Linked DNA regions of Ovis aries: region 2 is linked to region 1. A link is a contact called in public Hi-C data. All regions are on one chromosome and are shown on one strand. Each heading gives the region's core, a stretch centred on a gene start, on an enhancer-like site or on the middle of the called end of the contact. The rest is flanking DNA. Distances are from core to core; before and after follow the strand shown.

What was found. A called contact is a pair of places that touch in the nucleus more often than the background predicts.
Region 2: a Hi-C map of liver shows a contact between it and region 1, with 4 times the contacts expected there. The contact joins the promoter of SALL1 here to the enhancer-like site in region 1. A contact is called at or near these places in 2 of 16 Hi-C or Micro-C datasets (hypothalamus and liver).

Annotation. Positions count from the first base shown.
Region 1 is chr14:18,987,301-18,991,988 of ARS-UI_Ramb_v3.0, forward strand. No RefSeq gene overlaps it. Among named protein-coding and RNA genes, the nearest start is that of TRNAC-GCA, 66 kb to the left of the region's middle. Within about 2 kb of position 2,216, at least 1 of the 54 cell types and tissues checked has an H3K27ac peak or open chromatin away from gene starts, as enhancers often do. A contact at or near this core is called in liver, where this site is marked.
Region 2 is chr14:19,075,539-19,080,226 of ARS-UI_Ramb_v3.0, forward strand. It overlaps SALL1 (spalt like transcription factor 1), which reads right to left and starts at 2,374. Exons shown (of 3, transcript XM_015100439.4): 1 at 2,270-2,374. The coding sequence starts at 2,345. LOC121816479 (a long non-coding RNA gene) reads left to right here and starts at 3,589. Exons shown (of 5, transcript XR_009596160.1): 1 at 3,589-4,688.

The sequences.
Region 1 (4,688 bases), core at 966-3,465:
GTATGGCCTTAGTTGCTTCTCTGCATGTGGGATCTTCCTGGACCAGGGGTTGAACCATGTCCCTTGCATTGGCAGGCAGATTCCTATCCACTGTGCCACAAGTTTCACCTTTTAATAGCCCATATGATAACAACTTTTCAGTGTGACTTCATTGGGTCCAAACAGAAAAGGGTGCTCATTTATTACATGTCTATACACAAGATTCAAAGGGAACACTGATCTGGGAGATAAGGGGTGGTCTGCTCTTACCCTGTACCTACCCTTCTGAATTACATGAATTTTCTCCCATGTGCTACTTTTATAATTTTAAAATCCTAATAAGAATCAATAAACCAAGGGAAAAAAAACAAACACAACCCAATGCTATCTTCAGGATATTAATACATGGCTTCCGGGGTCCTCTCTTGTTGCCTGAAATGCACACTTCCCTGAGGCTTACCCCCCTCCCTTCTCTGCCAGGTTGCTCCTCCCCTTGCAATGCTGCTTCTCTACTCTGTTCAAGTCCTACAGATCCTGCAGGGCTTCCCAGGGGGCACTGGTGGTAAAGAACCCGCCTGCCAAGGTGGGCGACATAAAAGACAAAAGGGTTCAGTCCCTGAGTTGGGAAGATCCACTGGAGGAGGGCATGGCAACCCACTCCAGTATTCTAGTTTGAAGAATCCCATGGACAGAGGAGCCTGGCAGCCTGGCAGTCCATGGAGTCGTAAAGAGTTGGACATGACTGAAGTGACTTAGCATACACACAGAACCTGCAAATCCAGCTCAGTGACCATCTCCTCCAAGAAGCCACACTGACTCCCAACAACCTCTTCCTCTCCAAACACTGGTAGCATCTGTGTTCCCTACCAACCACATGACCTGGAAGCTCACTTTGCTTGACTTCATGTCTCCCGTGTTTATGTTTCATTTTCTAGTATTTTTCAGGAAATATATGTTTTGCCAACTCTTGAGAAAAATTCAGCCAAAAGATTGGGAAAATGAGAAAAAGTATTCTAGTTCTCCTGGGAGAATTGGAGCTCAGCAATCACTACGCAGACGTTACTCATTGGTCTGATGTCACTTGAAAAGCCAGAGCAGGAAACTCCGTCATGGGGAGCTGAAGGTTAAGGATGAGAGCAGGTAGAAAAAGCGTTCTTATTTTCTGGGTTACTCTTGCTGGTGGTTGTGTTTGTGACCTTGTATGCTGTTTAACGGGCTTCCCAGTTGGCGCTAATGGTAAAGAACTCCTTTGCTAATGCAGGAGACGTAAGAGACTAGGTTCAATCCCTGGGTAGGGAAGATCCCCTGGAAGAGACAATGGCAACCCACTCCAGTATTCTTGCCTGCAGAAGAATACTTGCATGGACAGAGGAGCCTGGTGGGCTACGGTCCACAGGGTCACAAAGAGTCAGACATTACAAAAGCAACTTAGCATGCATGCATGCTAAGCTAATGGTGTGTCATTCTTGAAACTAAAATAATATTAATGCTATAGACATTCTATTCTTTATTCAAATCATATGAGCAGAGTTCTAAGAAATTAGATGCAAAATAAATCCTTTCGCAATTACTTGATTCTGTGTGATGCTTTTACCCTTGCTAGGAGATCTGAATGTTACACTGTTCAAATATTACCCAATAGTGTTCACTGGCCCTTTCTAGCCCGTGAATATTTGCAAATATTCTTTAAAAAACAAAAAACAAAAAACAAGATTTCACACCCATGGTCTGCCAGGGCAGTGGGGCCAGAACCCGCCTGTAGAGGGTGTTGAAGGGCCCGGGGTGGGGGGTGGTGTGCAACATTCCTCAGCCTTGCTCCAGCATCTGCCATAGCCCTGCTCCTCAGTCCTCAAATATTCTTTATAAATTTCTTGTACCACTCTTTAAATACTATTAAACTACTTATTTATCAAACAATATTTTTAGACATCCATGGTTAAAAATATTTTAAGAATAACATGATTTGGGTGATTCCAATTTCTGGAATGAGATCCCAAAGATTCATGTCTGTTGGAAATTTGGAAACACTAGTGCTGTGACTGAGAATACTAGTCTCTCAATTAGGAGAGCTTTGCTGTTGGATCCATGGATGGGATGATTGGGTGAGAAAGCACCCAAGCCCCAGAAGTAGCTCACAGTCAGTCTTCACAATGCCCACCAGCAGGTGAGAGTGAGCTGTGCTTCAGTTTATGGATGCAGGACTCTGATGCTGGTGATACTGATGACGTGTGTGTGTGTGTGTGTGTGTGTGTGTGTGTGTGTGTGTGTGTGTGTGTTTGGCAGGTTCTCATACAAACACGGGCTTCTCTGCACTGTAAACATTCCATTTGCAAAATAAAGATATCACAGAAGCCAACAATTTTTCAAACATTATTTTCAGTGAAATCTGACCCTCGGAAGAAATCCAAGGTGGACGGTAGAATTAACAGCAATATTTGTTATGTGCCTTCCAAGATTCTGAACACTGTATACCGATGAACGTACGTTTCACAGTGACCCATGTGTCCATATCACAGATAGAAAGTCCAAGGGGTCTAAATAACTTTTCTAAAGACACATATCAGCAGTCTGGCTCCAGAGCCTAAAGTGAAGGTGGGTGGCAGGAACCCAAGGCCTTCCTGCTCACCTTCCCCTTGGTCCTCAGGGTGGTCCATAGCACCTTAGGCATCCCCCCCAGGATGCAGCTGGAAAAGTCACTGCCCCAAACAATCTCCAAGGTCTTTTTCAGCTTAGGTCTAATATAAAAATATTCAGTATTCATATACAGTTCATTTTTAAAATTTGCTGAAATCTGCAAATCCATGAAACAATACAAAATCCCACACGAGTATCGCACCGTAACCATTTAAGACAGAAAAGGTGTGGATTCTTAGCCTCATATTTACACAAGGAGCAGAGAGACTCAGCCTGAGGTCAAACTTCAATTAAATGGCAGAGGTGACTCTAGAAATCAAGTCTCCTGAGTCCTGGCTCAGGGCTTCCCCCGCCTCAAAGCATATGAAAGCACTTTGTCAAGTGTGAACACTGAGCAAATATTCGGTATTATTCTTCATGCCCTTCTCCTAGCCTTGTACAAAGTAGCTGTTCAATAAGGGTCTGTCGAATTGAATGGATGAGAATGGCGGCTTTATGGTTATAGAATTCAAGTCAGGTGAGAACAATGGGACCACTCATAAATTATGATTCTGTTTACCTTTCCATTGTCGATCCTAATCATTTATTTAAGTATGCCCTCTGCTATCCTTAGACTAACACACACACAAAAGGGAGTAGGCGTTTGCTGATTATTCTTCAACTGACCACAAGGACTGGTGGCTCCGAAGCACAGTGCATAGGAGAGTCACCAGGCTAGGACTCAAAATTCGTTGTGGAGCAATAGAAGGAACCCTGCCCCCAGGCACTAACAGGATTGCTTTCTGTTGGGCTGTAAGCCTGTAAGCCCTCTACTTGCCCATCCTCAAGGCCAAAGAAAGAGTCCAGTGTCAGCAATAGAAACTCAGTGGTTTAATAGATTGGAGGATCTTACATGTCTGAAGCAAGGTCCTGGAGTGACACCCCACCACCGTGTCAGATGGCAGGTAGGACGTGGTAGGGGTCTTCACTCCCAGGGGGAGAGGGAGGTTACCACTTACAGGGGGAACTGAAGTCAGGTTGGTTCTTCAGTTGCCAGGGAAACAAATAGAGGGGCATACCCCTCACCATCCCTCTGATAAACTATCATCAGGGAGATAGTTCTGATCTGAGGATTAAGACAATCACTAGCAGGGGCCAGGAGCCAGTATGCAGGCACTTCCTAATTAGGCTCTGTGATGTGGGAGGCCAGTCATGTGGATAAGGTGTAGATGAGGCAGGAACTGGTCAAGCAGGAGATGAACAGAGAGCAAGAGAACAGCCATTTCAGGTGGCCTAATCATTCACCTTACTTACTGTACAAAAGCTCCCAAGAGCCTGTGGGCACCAGTCACTGAGAGTCTTAAAAATCTGCAAACCCTGGTGACCTAATGGTTAGGATTCCAGGCGTTCACTGCTGTGGCCCAGGTTCAGTCCCTGGTCAGGGAGCTGAGATCCAGCCAGCTGTTTGACTCAGCCAAAGGAGAAAAAAAAAATCTCCAAACTCTTTGACGCTGAAATCCCAGTCACAGAAATTCATTCTAATAAGACCCAGAGATCTGGTGATGCCATAGATGTTCATTGCAACACTGTTTACAAAAGGAAACATTTAGAAACAACCTACATGTCTGCAATAAGGAGTTGGCTTGGTAGACCATTACATCTAGTCTATGGAATACTATTTAGCTATTGGGATTGTGTGTGGAGAAAACTCTCTCATATGAGATAATAAAGTAAGGTTGAAAATATGTGTACTCAAATTTAACAGTAGCCATCTCTTGACCAGTTGGATTAGGGATGGCTTTTTTTTTTTTAATACTTATTTATTTGGCTGCACCTGGTCTGCACCAGCAACATATAGGATCTTTAATTGTGACATGTGGGTGCTTATTGGTGGCATGTGGGATCTAGCTCCTTGACCAGGGATCAGATGCAGATCCCTGCATGGGGAGCTCACTGGGAGCTCAAAGTCTTAGCCACTGGGCCACCAGGGAAGTCCCAGGGATGGCTTTATTGTTTATCATGTTGTTTGTGTCTGCTTTCAGAAATAAGCTTATTTACCATAAAGAAGGCTGAGCACCAAAGAAATGATGCTTTCC
Region 2 (4,688 bases), core at 1,124-3,623, 88 kb after region 1:
AGGACAATGAACCAGCTTTGGGGGATAAAAAAGAAAGAAAAAGGAAAGGAAGGAAGGAATAAAGTACAAGAAAGAGAAAAAAGAAAGAAAGGAAACTTGATGCAACTTAACTAACTTACCTCAAAGCCCAAATAAACCAAAAAAACAGTCCTAATAAATAATAATGGTCAGAGGTAGTGACCTCCTTTTATGCTATCGCTTTATGAGAAGCCTTAACTATTAAAAATTCCGGATTCAGAAGGCGACAGGAAAAAGGTAAAGATCTAGCAAGCATCAATTCTCTGCGAGTCCCAAGCCTTTATTTTTTCCCCCTTTTTTTGAAAATATATAAAATCAGTACACATTAATTAGAAAAAAAAAAACTTAAAAATAAATCTTTCCTCTCCTCCCGTTAGGTTTGGTCCTTTAAAAACTGTTGACTTTAACAGTATTACAGTGAGGAAGATCTCCCCAGAAACTTTAGCAAAGATGGTGTGGGGGCGAGATGCAGAAGTAACCAGCTGGGAAAACCCGGAAAAATACTGTGGCAGCGGCCTTGGATAATTTCACCTCGCTGTACCTTGAGTACTCAGTCTCGCCTGGGGTGGAAAGCGGGGATCACGGGTTCTCAGGGGACTGAGAAATCAGAGGCTCTGGATAAGGCTTGAAGCTTGAGAAAGTACTGGGGTGGAGGGGGCCAAATATTGTACACAGATATCTTTATCTGTGTCTGTTCTCCCCGCTTTCTTACAGGGATCACCCCCCTCAACAGGAGTCCCCTTTCCCGACAGCCGGGGTGAAGTGGGTGGGAGTCCCTCGGCTTCTCCGCCTGGGTCCCTGCGCCCCAGCTCTGCAGAGAAGCAGGCCTCTAAGGAAGGACCCGAGGACCGTGAGGGCCGGGCGGCCGCAGAGTTTGGAGGACTGAGGTACCGACCAAAGGGCAGGCTTCCGAGCCCTATCGGGATCCAGCTCCCTCCTCTACACCCCAAAATGACGCCGGGGACTGGAGCACCCCGAGAGACATCCCGAGTCGCGGATACAGCTCGGGGGCTGCCCCTCGAATCTCCGCAGCCGAGAGGCGAGCACTGTGCCGGCAACCGAGCCCGGGGCGCCGCTCCATCGCCTCCGGCCTTGGGCCTGGGAGTTCGGAGGCCCCTAAAGTGTAATATTTTTTAGCGATAAAAAGGGACTCAAGGTGTCTGCCCTCCCTACCCCCAATTCCCTGCCCGGATCTCTGCCACTCTCGGCCTTAGCTCCGTCACACAAACTTTGTTCTGGACTTGTTCGCTCCCTTTGGGACCCGGCAGTTGTCGCCTCCATCGGAGGAAGCGAGTGCCTCTGTTTTAGGGGGACTCCCTCGTGGCTAGATAGCCCACCCCACCTCCAGCTCTGGAGAACGACCCTTTCTACTCCTGGAAGTGCGAGGTACCACGATCCTTAGCGGGAGCCGACCGACTCTAAAGATTTCTTGGGGGCGCCGAGTGTGCATGTGTTGGGAGAAGAGAGGCGGGGATCAAGTGGAATAGCCGGACCCCAACACTTTCCCCGTCTGCCTGCACTCTGTCTGGGGAGCACTCGACAGCAAAGAGCACTCTCCAACACGGCCTCTACCCCCGCGTGTCAGGCACGCTCGCCCCAATACAGGTTCCCATCTTCTTGGAACTCCGAACTCCCACAGGCACCCCATTCCGCGGCGCGGGCCCAGGAGGAGTGGGAGCGCTGGGGAATGGGGGGAGCGCGGCGCAGGGAGCTCCCCTCCACGTTCCAAGTTCAGGCCCGAGCACAAAGTAAACTTCCTTCCCACAGGCAGCAGCACCAGGGCGGCGGAGGCCAGGCCGGGCCTCGGGCGCTGGCCGGGGAGCGAGTGGAGCACGGCGCAGGCAGGCGCCGACGGCCTCTGTCCGCACCCGCGCCCCGCCGGGCACCCGGGCCCCAGCCGCAGCTCGGAGGGTCCCGGGATCCGCTCCCAGGGACAGCCGGGACGCAAGAGCAAGGCCGGCGAGCCCTCTCTCCTCCCCGCAGGAGGACCCAACAACTCCGGAAAGATCCTGCCTGGAGAAGTGTTTGCTTTCCTCGGGGCAGGGAGGTTGGGGGTGGGGAAGCCCAGCAAAGGCAAATTGAAATTTAAAAAAAAAAAAAAAATCGCGGAGTCGAAATGGTGATTCGGATCGCGGCGGCTGGGCGGTGGGCGCGGGGGCTAGCCGCGTGTGCGTGGGTGCGAGTGTGCGTGAGTGTGAGTGCTAGTACGTGTGTGCGCGTGTGTGTCCGCGGCGCGGGCCGGAGCACTCACCATCTCGCCGGGGGAGCGAGGCCACTTCGGGGTCGGATTGGAAATGTTGAGGCTTCGCTTGCTTCCTCCGCGACATGCTGGCTCAAACATCAGCTGGGGCAGAATAAAAAATTACTAAAAAAAAATCTTCTCAAAATTACGGAAATCGAGCGGCGGCGGCGGCGGCGGCTCCCCCCGCCCGCCGGCCCGCCCGCCCCCTCCCCGGCTCCCCGGCCCCGGGCGCAGCGCGCATGTGTCCTGCTATAATTATGATTATCAATAATGCATTGCGATTAATCATAGAGGGGCTCTTTGAAAGGCGATTGGCACCGGGCCAGCGCTATTCAAACCCGCTCGCCTTAATCAATTAGTTCGTGATTTGCTGCAGACCCCTGTCTCTCCGCGCGCTGGCCCAATAAGCCGGCCGCGGGGCTGGCTCTGCGAGCCGCGCCGCCCGACACTGGGTTAACCCTCTTCGCGACCGCCCGGGACTCCGCGGCCGGGCCGCCGGGGGCCTGCCTCCTCGCCTCTGAGCACCCGGCGCCCCGGCCTGCGCCCCCCTCCCTCCCTCGGCCCCCCCATCCCGGGCTGGGCCGACCCAAATTAGCATGCCCTCCCCGGAATTAAGCCTCCCCGGGTGGGGGGTGGGGCCGGGCGGCGGGGGCTGGGGACCCGGGCTGCGGGCGCGCGGCGAACTTTCCAACTCCGGCGCTAAGCGCGCCGGCCCGCGGGGGGAGGGAGTCCCGTGGCGGGATTTGGGGGGAGGAAGTCCCGTTTCGTGAGTGTTTCTTCGTTTCTTTAAGAGCTACCAGAAAGCAGCCCACCCCCACCCCCATTAAAAAAAAAATAAGCGAGTGGGGAAGAGCCAGCCCCACGCCGGTCCGCCTCCCGCCTGCCGCCCGGCCTCCCTCCCGCTCGCCGCCTGGCTCGGCGCTCCTTCGCCCCGAGTTCTCCATCCCCTGGATCCCGGGCTCGCGGGGGCGCGGAGAAGAGGACCAAGGAAAGGTTTGGGAACGTGATGGGTTTGGGGCTTTGGGGGGGGGAGGGGCAGCTCTCCCGCCACCCCGTTCCTCCTCAGAGGGCCCAGATCCTCCAGCTTCTCGCTTGCTCCCTCGCTCCCTTTCTCTACCTCGGACATTCCCAGGACAATTAGGGCTTAAGTTTTCGGGAGAAGCGGCCCCGAGCCCGTGGGATAAGGGGGCGGCCCGGCTCCGCCCAGGACCCCTCCCGGCCTCCCCCTCGGCTGCCCCGGTTGGCTGCAGGGCGCGTCACTCCGCGGGGAGGCGGCGGCGGCGGTGGCGCCGCCGAGCCCAGGGCGGGCGGCGAGCGGGGACCGGCTTGGGATCCGAGTTCAGCTCCAGCCGGGGGGAGGGGAGGGGCCGCCGCTTACCCAGCACGCTGCAACCCTCCCCTGGCCTCGCGAGGCGCGGGCCTGCCCCGCCGGGCTCCGGGCACGGCAAGTCCCCGGGACCCCGCGGCCTCTTCGTCCTGGGGGAGCGGGCCGTGCCCCAGGCTCTTGGCGAGGAGGTGGCCGCGCTGAGCCTGGAGAGAGGGGGGTCCTTGTCCGCAGCTGTCTGGCCCCGCAGAAGCTCGCCTCCACTTCTCAGGCACTTGCTGAGCGCGGCACCCAAACTTTTCGCACCAGCTCCATCTCCCCAGGCTTTGAGGCAGCCTCCCCACCCGCGCCCCTGAGCCCGGAGTGGGGATCCCGGAGCCCGCACTTTGTCCGCTGGGCTCGGGCCCCCACGAACCTGAGGCTCAGTCCTCGGCTCAGCCTAGCTCTTCCCCCTTGCGCCTCAGGGTCTCCTCGCTCCTGGTTCCCGAAGTCTTGCGCCCGAGGGACACTCTAAACTTCGGTTGAGTAATGGGGACGGGGAGGGGGGGAGGTGCAGATACACAATCCCTGCCCTATCTCGCGATCGGGAAAGGAGAGGGCTCATAAGGACGCCCCAATTCGGGAGCGCCCTGGAGCCTGGAGAGCAATATAGTCAGTTCGCGCGAAGTGGGCACCAGTCTTCCGAGTAGAGTTTCGGGTGCTCCGGACCACACTGCGCTCCCGCAAGAGTCTCTCTAGCCACTTTCCTCCTCCCTCGCTCTTTAAAATCTAAATCTTTTGTGTGCGGGTGACTGTTTCTGTTTTCCTCCTGACGACTTTATTTCTCTTGGTATAACTTCTCCTTTCTCCTTGTTCGCCCTTTCTTCACCTTTTCTCCCGCTTATTTTTCCTCTCTTGTGGCCTCGCTCGATCTCTCTCTCTCTCACACACACACATACACACCCCACTCCACCTCGCTCTCTCTTTCTCCCCAGGTCCTGTTGGTTACAGTAGATTTTGATAAAAAGACAAACGAAGCTATCAGTGGGGCTGATGTTGAAGAATGAAGATAATAATGTTTCCATAGGTGGTGCTTCAAATGCCATTATTTCTCACTGAATATTT